Regions from separate parts of the Zea mays genome. Here region 2 is linked to region 1. The links are chromatin contacts, called in public Hi-C maps. All regions are on one chromosome and are shown on one strand. Each heading gives the region's core, a stretch centred on a gene start, on an enhancer-like site or on the middle of the called end of the contact. The rest is flanking DNA. Distances are from core to core; before and after follow the strand shown. Region 1 has its middle 11 kb from the start of LOC103635555. Region 2 holds the start of LOC100286057 (ubiquinone biosynthesis protein ubiB).

Region 1 (4,654 bases), core at 1,568-4,067:
AAAAAGTGGTCCTCAGTATGTACTATATAAGCTACTTGCTAAACAGAGCAAAATGTGTTCTTTTTCTGAAGACAACATATGAGAATATCAAGTACAAGTACAACAACAAACCAAACGTGTATGACCATGATTGTGTGCACAACTGCCATGAGGTTTTGTGCACAAAAAGGAAGCTTTGTTTGTTGCTCTATGTATCTTTTGTTTGGCTTTAAATTCTATGGTCTCTCTCATGTCAAAATATAATTCTATAGATGCTTTTTTGTGTCATCTATTATTGTTCTAAAACTGGCAGTTTAGTTCTCTAAGTTATTTGCCTTGTTTGATACCAACAACAAAATTCTTACCAAGCAAAAGATGTCTTAAAATTATCTGGATTGCATTTTCTAGCAATTTTTAGGTGGATATCACCCTAAACTTTGTGATTCAGAGGAATCCCATGTGCTGGTTGCTGAGTATATCAAGTGGGACCTAGGTCCAGAGCTCAATCTCAGTGAGGCATTTAGAGCGTTCTTCTGAAGCGCAAATCTTGGGTTGACATTTAGCAAAAAGCTAGAAGCTTTGCTTTCTTTGATCCTAGATTTACTTAGCATATGCTATATATCCTGGAATTCTGGATTGATCAATGTGATCAGACTTATAGGGAACATGATAATACTTCGGGAGTACCTTAACAGGGATGCAACATGGTTTTTAAGCTAAAGAGGGTGCAATATAATTTTTCTTGTACACAAGGTCTCAGAGAAGACAGCGAGGAGATTATAGGTGTAAATGCCTTTTCCTTTTCCATTTCTCGGGTGGACTTTTTGTGTGTGACACTTTCTAGGTGTTCACTACAGTTTTGGTTAGTGTGGCTAAATCTTTTGATGCTCCAATAAAGGTCGGTGGTCTTCCCTACTGAACTTGGTCTTTGCTAATACCATTGCCAGTTAGTTCCATTTTTCTCATCTTGATGCTTCATCTGATCTAGCTTTGCTTGGGTATGTACGCCTCTTGTTTCCAACTACAGATGTTGAACGACCATTCTTCATGCTTGGCCTTGGTGACATTGTAATACCTGGTTAGTAATAAAAATTTCTTTCCTTGTGCTATCTTATATTCAGTGATGCAGATTCTTCCATTTATTGAACAGTAATAGCAACCTCTGTAGGAGTGTCAGGTATTAACTTTGTTCTACATGATTAGATTATCTTATGTCCTGAGTTTGTGTTCATAATCTGAATACTAAAACATGTAGCAGGCAAAATTACTCGATGGATCACTTTGTGTCAGTGGTAGCTGATGACCATGCCTTGCCCTGTATAACTGAGCACAAGCCTTTTGCCAGTGATGTTTTTTTTACTATATGTGGGTACATATACGATTTCACAACCTTTTGGGCTTTCTAAAAATTTGAATGATGAACTCATGTTGGGTTGTTGACAAACTAATTTCTTGCATCTATTCACATAGAACACCTACAGGCCGCCAACGAGGACGGCAGGTCGATGCGCCTGGCGGACGCCCCCAGCTTTGCTGCACTGTGCATGTGTTCTCTGCAGTTTGCAATGCTGTGTTGGTACCAGGCGGTTCGTTTGATTGTCTTTGCATGCGTTTTCTGCAACTCATGTAAAGACGGTGAATTGCTGGCCATTTTGATCTGTTTTTTATGCAACTCGTGTTTTTCTGCAATGCTGTGCTGGTAAATACATGATTGCTTTGCCATGTCATGTAACTGATGCTATAATTCTCATCCCTGTAAGAAAGATTTAAGTACCTATGTTGGCTTGGCTAGGCAGAACCATAGGGTTGTGATAACAATGCAAACATTATCTTAGATATGGTTGTTTAATTCAAAATTGAACAAAGCCATAAGAGCTCATAAACGTGGAACTAAACCATTACTACTGTAACTATTGGTGGAGGGATTTTCTGCGCCTTTCGTTGTTGCAGGGCGCGCTAAGCGCGCCTTCTGTTCTAGTAGATTTAAATAGATAGGTATGCTGGACGGTTGAAATGTCTTTTGTTGTCGGCCAGATGAAGATCCATCGAGTAAAACAACATCGTCTCCCTCGTCCGCGTATAGTGGCACTGTTATTAACACCCTACTCCACGGATCACAACTGGTTTCACTAACAAGGAGTACAGGCAGGGATACACGATCTCGGGATGAGAGAGGAGGTAGAGGACTAAGGAAGAGGAACTCTAACCGTAGAAGCACCTTGCGATGAGGAACCAACAGCTAGGAAGGAGAAAGATGATGCCCCCCTCTTGCCTCTAGTAGAAGACGTCCATGCATGTACTGCTCGACCAGGCGCATACGACGGCCCAACAGTTATCCCTGACAGGCACTTGATGATTGCCTTGACGTCGAATATAGATGGATAATTGGCCAGCTTAGGTACGATACTAAAAAATATGGTTCAGTCACGATCTGATCCGACTAGTATAGTGTCGTGTCTGGACGTCATCTCGACAATTAGTGCTGGCACGTGTACAACACGGTTACAATTTTTTATTTTAAAATTAATAGTTTACATATATTAAGTATAAGAACTCAACATATAACATAATAAAATTACTGCCACACTGGCTAGATGAGTGTGTTTAAGTCTCTTATACACGTGGGTGCGTGTTTGAGCTTCTATATCTACATATTTTTTGCTAAATTATACAATATACTCAGATGAACCAGCATGCTACCGAGCCGGCCCGGCACGGCTAGCAGGCCAACAGGCTATGGCTAGGCCGCTACCGCAGCATGTGGGACCGTCTGACACGGCACAATTTATTAGTCGAGTCTGATGAGCCGTGACTAAAACGGGTCGTGACTAACATGGACCGTGCTGGGTCTGGCCGGGCCCGACCCGTTTGGCGTTCCGAGCGGCTGCAGTAGGAGGCGCTGTCTTGTACTGATTGATGTACACAAAGAACGGGCAACAGGTTGCTAGGACAAGCTTCTGCTCCTACTCCCTTGGTACCAAGACAAAGTACACATCTCGCTTATAAAAAACATTTCTTTATTAAATTAAATATATTAGAAATATTATTAAATACGATGTGCAATAAATGTCACTGTGTTAGTTATAGAATATATATTTATAATAAATTTATTTATAGATTTAAATATTAATATCATTTTCCCTGCATTTTAGTTAAATTTTAAAAAGAATTTCATTGTTTGCCTATGTTATTAGGACTTCTATTCCAATCCCGTACGTGTTATTATTCCAAAAAATCACGGAGCACATCCGAAACGAAACGAATTCTGTACCCTATCTTGTAGGAAGCTTCGCTGCTGTTTCTCAGATTGTCGATCGTGCCCGCCGAGCGGACAGGTGCAGTATTGCAATTTGACCAGTGAGCCGAACAAATTATCTGATCTGATCTTCTTCTTTTTTTTTGAACCCAAATTATCTGATCTTAGCAAGATTGAAAAAGGCGCCGCTGCTGCTACTACTATGTCGTCATAGGGTGGACGCAAGGCGCAAAGTAACCGCACGTGTTCTTTCCACTAGTCCCAGCCCCTAAAACCAAGTTTATATACTTAGTATCTCATATGTCAAAAGATTAATAGATTCTAAATTCTGTTAACTATATATACTAACAAATATTTGTATCCGTTGTTTTAAATAAACGTTACTAGAATAACCAGATGACATGTTTGTATAGCAAATATTTATCTTTACTATATTGATGCATCAGTTTCAACGCTCATTCAGCGTCATCTTTTTACAAATAACTCATTAACCCGCTGCACGCAACCAACCTCCACGCCTCAACCCACACCTCCGCATATAGATGGCCAAGCGGGGGGACATTTGATTAAATCAGCGTAAAATGTTAAAAAATGGTGCAGTGGGTGGGTCCGAACCCACGCCCTGATGGAAGAAGGGCACAAGACACTAAGTGAAATCGTCTAACTAGTAGAAACCATGCTTAGGTGTTTTTTAATATTGAATATAAATTGTACATATGCATATACGGTTTTTTGTAAAATAAAAAAAATATAATTGTGCTAGGCCGGGCCAACACTAAGGCCCAAGCACGGCACGGCGCTCATGTCGGGCTGGCCCATGTACTATTAAATGGGTTGTGCCTCAGCCCGGCCCATCAGACACGGCTCATTTGACCATCTATACCTCCGCACGATAATAATGGTAATCGCCTCAGTTGCCGTCACCTCGTTCACCATCCTGCTTCTTTTCTCTCTCCTCTCATGCCTTCACCTCCGTGTCACCCCATTCTCGACAGAGGGCGTGGGAGCAGGCGCCTCCTCCTCATATCCGTCCGACATCATCCCGACACCGACTCGCGCAGTGGCTATTGCACATCCACGAGGACATTTCACAGCATGCGTGCACCATCATTTTCACCGTCGTTGGACGTCCCGTTCGTCTTCCCGACCTTTGCCCTATTCTTCCTCCTCAACCTACTGCCCCTGCCCACTGTCGCAGCCGCGAGCCGACCAACACTCGTCAACGCGGGTACGGGGCGAGTCGGTCTTGCTCCTGGCCTTTTTCCATGCGTGCCGCCGAGGAGGACACGGTGGCGCCTGCCATGCTTAAGTTATCTTGGTGATAAGGAGTTTAGGTATGAGATATTGGACAACCAAGGTCCGTAGCGCGGCAGCAGTCGACATGTGCTACGGAGTTGGTGGTGGTGGTGTGTCGCATCG
Region 2 (4,654 bases), core at 1,083-3,582, 190 kb after region 1:
TGTAATAAAGATGTGACATTGATTTCTGTACCATGAGTCATCATATGTGTGAGACTTGATCCTAGGACACATTTGAGACACGCCTAGATTTGTCCTTAAATCCGGGTGTGACACGAGGCTAGCCTTCACTGTCCAATCAGTGCACGTAAAACCAGTTATCCGTCCAACCACCCCACTTATTCTTGGAGCATGGGACAAGCTCAAAAATCTTCCCCGTAGTATTCCCCATCTTCCGGGTGAAAGTGCAGCTCCTAAACTGTTCGATAATCCCATCCACAACCCTCTTTCGCTAGTGTAAACAATAATGCTTAGAGAAGACCTCCACTGATGGAGTCCCCCAAAAGTGGTAGTCACCCACATAAACTTGCTTAGGGCAAACATGGCATTCGGAGCAGCTGATGGAGTTGAACCCTAAACTTCTCCAATACCCTCAACAAGAAATCATGGCAGGGTAACCGAAGCCTGGCATTGAAAAAACTTTCAAAGGCCACCACCTCGCCTACTAGCACTGGTGTAGTCTTCGCACTACTCTCAAATTTGGTTTTTATTCACTCTAACTCATATTTTAGACCAAGTTTGTGTTGTTTGAGTTAAGTTTTGTAGGATCACCTGTTCACCCCTCTAGGTGCTCTCAGTTACCATGTGGTAATTACCCCATGGCACAAAATATTCCTATGATGTGGAAGGTAACTGGGGCATAACTGTACTTGGTCTTACCTACCCCTACCTGCTCCTATAAATGCCTCCGCCCTATAGTAGGGTGGGACACACATAACGATACGCTATAGTTCCCTACCTAACATTTTGTTGTGCATCGTGTCTCTCTCCTATCCCCGAGTGTCTGGGTCCACTTGTCGGGACCCAACATAGACATCTCTTGCCTCGAGCTTTTGCTTCCTATTGGATGTGTTAGGACCATCGATGATGTACATAATGTCCTGCATCGGCTCTAGGAATTTGTCCATCATCTGAGTCATTTTCTTGCTGGTCTCTAGCTTCTGGGCCTCAGTCTCCGACTCCTTTAGTAGTTTTTGCGTGAAACCCCGGATATTTCGGAAGTCATGATTAATGTGATGGCCATGTGGATGGAAGATGCATCACCCTTCCATGGTGTTTTGGAATTTGCTATTGTAATCTTATTTCCTGGTGGAGTGTTGCCTCGACGTGTCGAGTCCCTCGCTCAACAACATTGACTAGGCGGTCCTGCCTGCTCTTCTGGCTCTTCTCTAGCTCAGCCTTCTGCTCCACCTTTCCCTTGTCCTTGAGGACATGTTCTACAACACCTCTTAGCTCATGATGTATTTACTGGCCACCTCGAAGAGGGGAGATGAAGTTTAGATCCATGCGAATGAGCCTTCATGGAAGTTCTCGGTCCCTGAGGTCTTTGCGAAAGACGTAGACATGTCTTCTCAGACATGCTTGAAACATCAGCTTACACGTCATGCCAATGCTTGATGTACCTGTGCATAGTCCCATATTCCTACTGCATGACTTGCATGAGGTCTTAGGGATGTTTGGTTACTAGGGACTAATTTTTAGTCTTTAGTCTATTTTAATCTCTAAATTGCAAATACGGAAATGGAAATAGAGTTTTAGTTTCCGTATTTGATAATTTATAAACTAAAATTTAATAAAATAAAAGGACTAAAAGTTAGTCCCTAGAAACCAAATACCCCTTATTGTGTAGGCAACGACTTGCAAGCAGTCCTTCTATGCAAACGTGTAAGCAAACTATCTGATCCATTAGATCGTGATCCAACCGTAGGTCACATTTAACATTTAAACCCTTCCACCATCACCTCAATAATATTTATAAAAAATCTCCTAACAAACTATGGTTGTATCTATGGTTGGATCGTAATCTAATGGATCAGATGGTTTGCTTGTACGCTTGCACAGAAAGACTGTTTGCATAATAATCGTTGCCTATTGTGTATTCTCCTATTTGCAGGTTATGCTAAAGTTATTAATAAATAATTAAATAGATACTTCAGCAGTTCAGCTACCCCATGAACGACATAGCTAGCCATGAGGCCAAACAACTCTGTTGTACCTCACACACATTGGCAAGTATCCCACTCCTTGCCCAGCACGTCAACACAGTGTTTCTCCAGAATATACTGCAGTCTGCGGCTTGGTCAGTTGCCGAAGCCGTGCAGTCTGCGGCTCCTGCCTACAGCTACAGGTGCCGTGAGCGTCGACGACGCCGCCTCTCGTGCTCTGTCTGTGGCGCACATCAAATCCTCTCGCAGAACAGCCAAACCAACCACCAAAATGTAAGAACACACGCCCGGCGCTGTGACGCCTACGCTACTAGTCAGTACTCAGTACAGTAGTCACCCCCAAAGCTCCGCCTACGCACCTCTTCCCACTCGCCCGGCCGCGGCTATGGCGGCCACCACGTCCACAACGCCGGCCGTCTCCTTCTCCCTCCCCTCGCCCCCGCACCGCCAAGGGGCCCCGCGCCGCCGCGCGCCTTTCCTCCTCCGTGCCGCCTCCACCGCGGCGCCCCCCTCCCCCGACCTCTCCATCCAGCTCTCGCCCCGCGCGTCCCCGCCCGCGTCGACAAACGGCGCCGCCACCGCGCTTGGACGCCCCGTGGCCGCCTCCTTCGCCCGTGACCGCGCCGAGGACCTGCAGGCCGAGGCCCGCGCCATGGCCCGCGCCGCCGGCGCCACAGTCTACAGCCCCGAGCTCCTCGCCTCCCGCTACGGCTCCCGCCCCTTCAAGGCACGCGCCCCGGGCTCAGGCCTCCACCAATTTTGGACTTGATCTACCTCTGCTCCGCAACCTCAGTGCTCGGATTTTGATTCATGCTCCCCTGACTGCTGCTATGTAATTCATCAGGTGGCGCTCCGGGCAGCGGAGGTGCTGTCCAAGCTGGCGTCGTTCGGGGTGAAGGTCCTGCTGGACGAGCGGAGAGGGGAGTCGTCCTCGGAGAGGAGACGCGCCAGAGCGGTGGAGTTGCGCAGCATCCTCACCAGACTGGGCCCAACCTTCGTCAAAATTGGGCAGGGTCTGTCCACACGCCCCGACCTCTGCCCGGTCGAGTACCTCGAGGAGCTCGCCGAGCTGCAGGTGCGTCCGTTTCCCATTCTTTGCTTGCTTGGCCTTGTATGTGATTTAAGGTAGTTTCAGGATAGCACTATCAATGCCATTAGAGCTTTTTTCTGGTGGTGAAAGTAGAGCATCACTACGCCTAATCTCATATTGAATTGTGATTCATTCAACATGCATATACTACTGCCCAGGGTTTCTCCCATTATGAGATGCTTTGCAGTTTCTAGTGGTGGCTGGGCGTCGTTGGTCACTTATGAAACAGCTAATAAGTGGTTTGGATGGATCCGGTTCCATCTTCTAGAGTTCAAAATTGAGGATGCACTCCTCATTGTAACTTGCGAAGTTACTTCTAGTGCAAATTTTAGTTCCCTCACAAGTCCCAACTGTTGAGACTTCGCTTTCTTGCAGGATTCACTTCCCACATTTCCGGATGAGGATGCATTTGCATGTATTGAGAGAGAGCTTGGCTTCACGCTTGATTCAATCTACTCGGCAATTTCACCTTCCCCCATTGCAGCCGCTAGTTTAGGTCAAGTTTATAAAGCAAAGTTGAAATACTCTGGGAAGCTGGTGGCTGTGAAGGTGCAGAGACCCGGTATCGAGGATGCTATTGGGCTTGATTTTTATCTACTTAGAGGACTCGGGTTTCTTATAAATAAGTATGTTGACATTGTAACCAGCGATGTTGTTGCCCTTATGGATGAATTTGCACGGAGAGTTTTCCAAGAGCTTAATTATGTTCAGGTACATTTTTGCTTGTCCTTGTGTGAATTTATGTACACACATTCTGCTATGCTTCTCTTTCTGTCTGCATAGTACACATTGACCACTCTCCTATCCTATGTCTCATTTATGATGAAATAAGAATACAATGGAACAGGGGAAAAACACTGAAATTCTCAGTTTCTTCAACAGTAGATTATTGTAGTAGTTCTCCTTAGTTTGCCTAAAGGTTGTCATTTATCGTTGAATGTAAATAAGAATGCGGAATGCAGGAAGGCCAAAATGCAAGAAGGTTTAAAAAACTATATGCCGATAAGCAAGATGTCTTAGTGCCTGATATATTTTGGGATTACACAAGTGCTAAGGTTCTAACAATGGAGTGGATTGAGGGTGTAAAATTAAACCAACAAGCAGCTATTGAAAGTCAAGGATTGAAGGTTCTGGATTTGGTCAACATTGGTATCCAGTGTAGCTTGAGGCAGCTTCTGGAGTATGGTTACTTTCATGCTGACCCTCATCCTGGTAATATATTGGCAACACCTGAGGGGAAGCTGGCTTTTCTTGATTTTGGCATGATGAGTGAAACACCAGAGGATGCGAGGGTAGCCATTATAGGACATGTTGTCCACTTAGTCAACAGGGACTATGAAGCAATGGCTCGTGATTATTATGCACTAGATTTCTTGGAACCGGATGTAGATGTTTCCCCGATTGTGCCTGCTCTCAAGAATTTCTTTGATGATGCACTAAATGCAACAGTGAGTGAGCTGAACTTCAAGACAATAGTTGATGGCCTAGGTGCTGTTCTCTATCAGTACCCGTTCAATGGTAAGCTTGGCATTGTAGATTGTACAAATATTTGATCCTTGTC

What was found. A called contact is a pair of places that touch in the nucleus more often than the background predicts.
Region 2: a contact with region 1 is called in a Hi-C map of ear, with 1.9 times the contacts expected there. The contact joins the promoter of LOC100286057 here to the enhancer-like site in region 1. A contact is called at or near these places in 2 of 25 Hi-C or Micro-C datasets (ear and tassel).

What each region holds. Positions count from the first base shown.
Region 1 is chr8:93,330,149-93,334,802 of Zm-B73-REFERENCE-NAM-5.0, forward strand. No RefSeq gene overlaps it. Among protein-coding and RNA genes, the nearest start is that of LOC103635555, 11 kb to the left of the region's middle. Within about 2 kb of position 2,818, at least 14 of the 20 cell types and tissues checked have an H3K27ac peak or open chromatin away from gene starts, as enhancers often do. A contact at or near this core is called in ear and tassel, where this site is marked.
Region 2 is chr8:93,521,978-93,526,631 of Zm-B73-REFERENCE-NAM-5.0, forward strand. It overlaps LOC100286057 (ubiquinone biosynthesis protein ubiB), which reads left to right and starts at 2,333. Exons shown (of 7, transcript NM_001372017.1): 1 at 2,333-2,730; 2 at 2,848-3,078; 3 at 3,469-3,804; 4 at 4,056-4,611. The coding sequence starts at 2,389.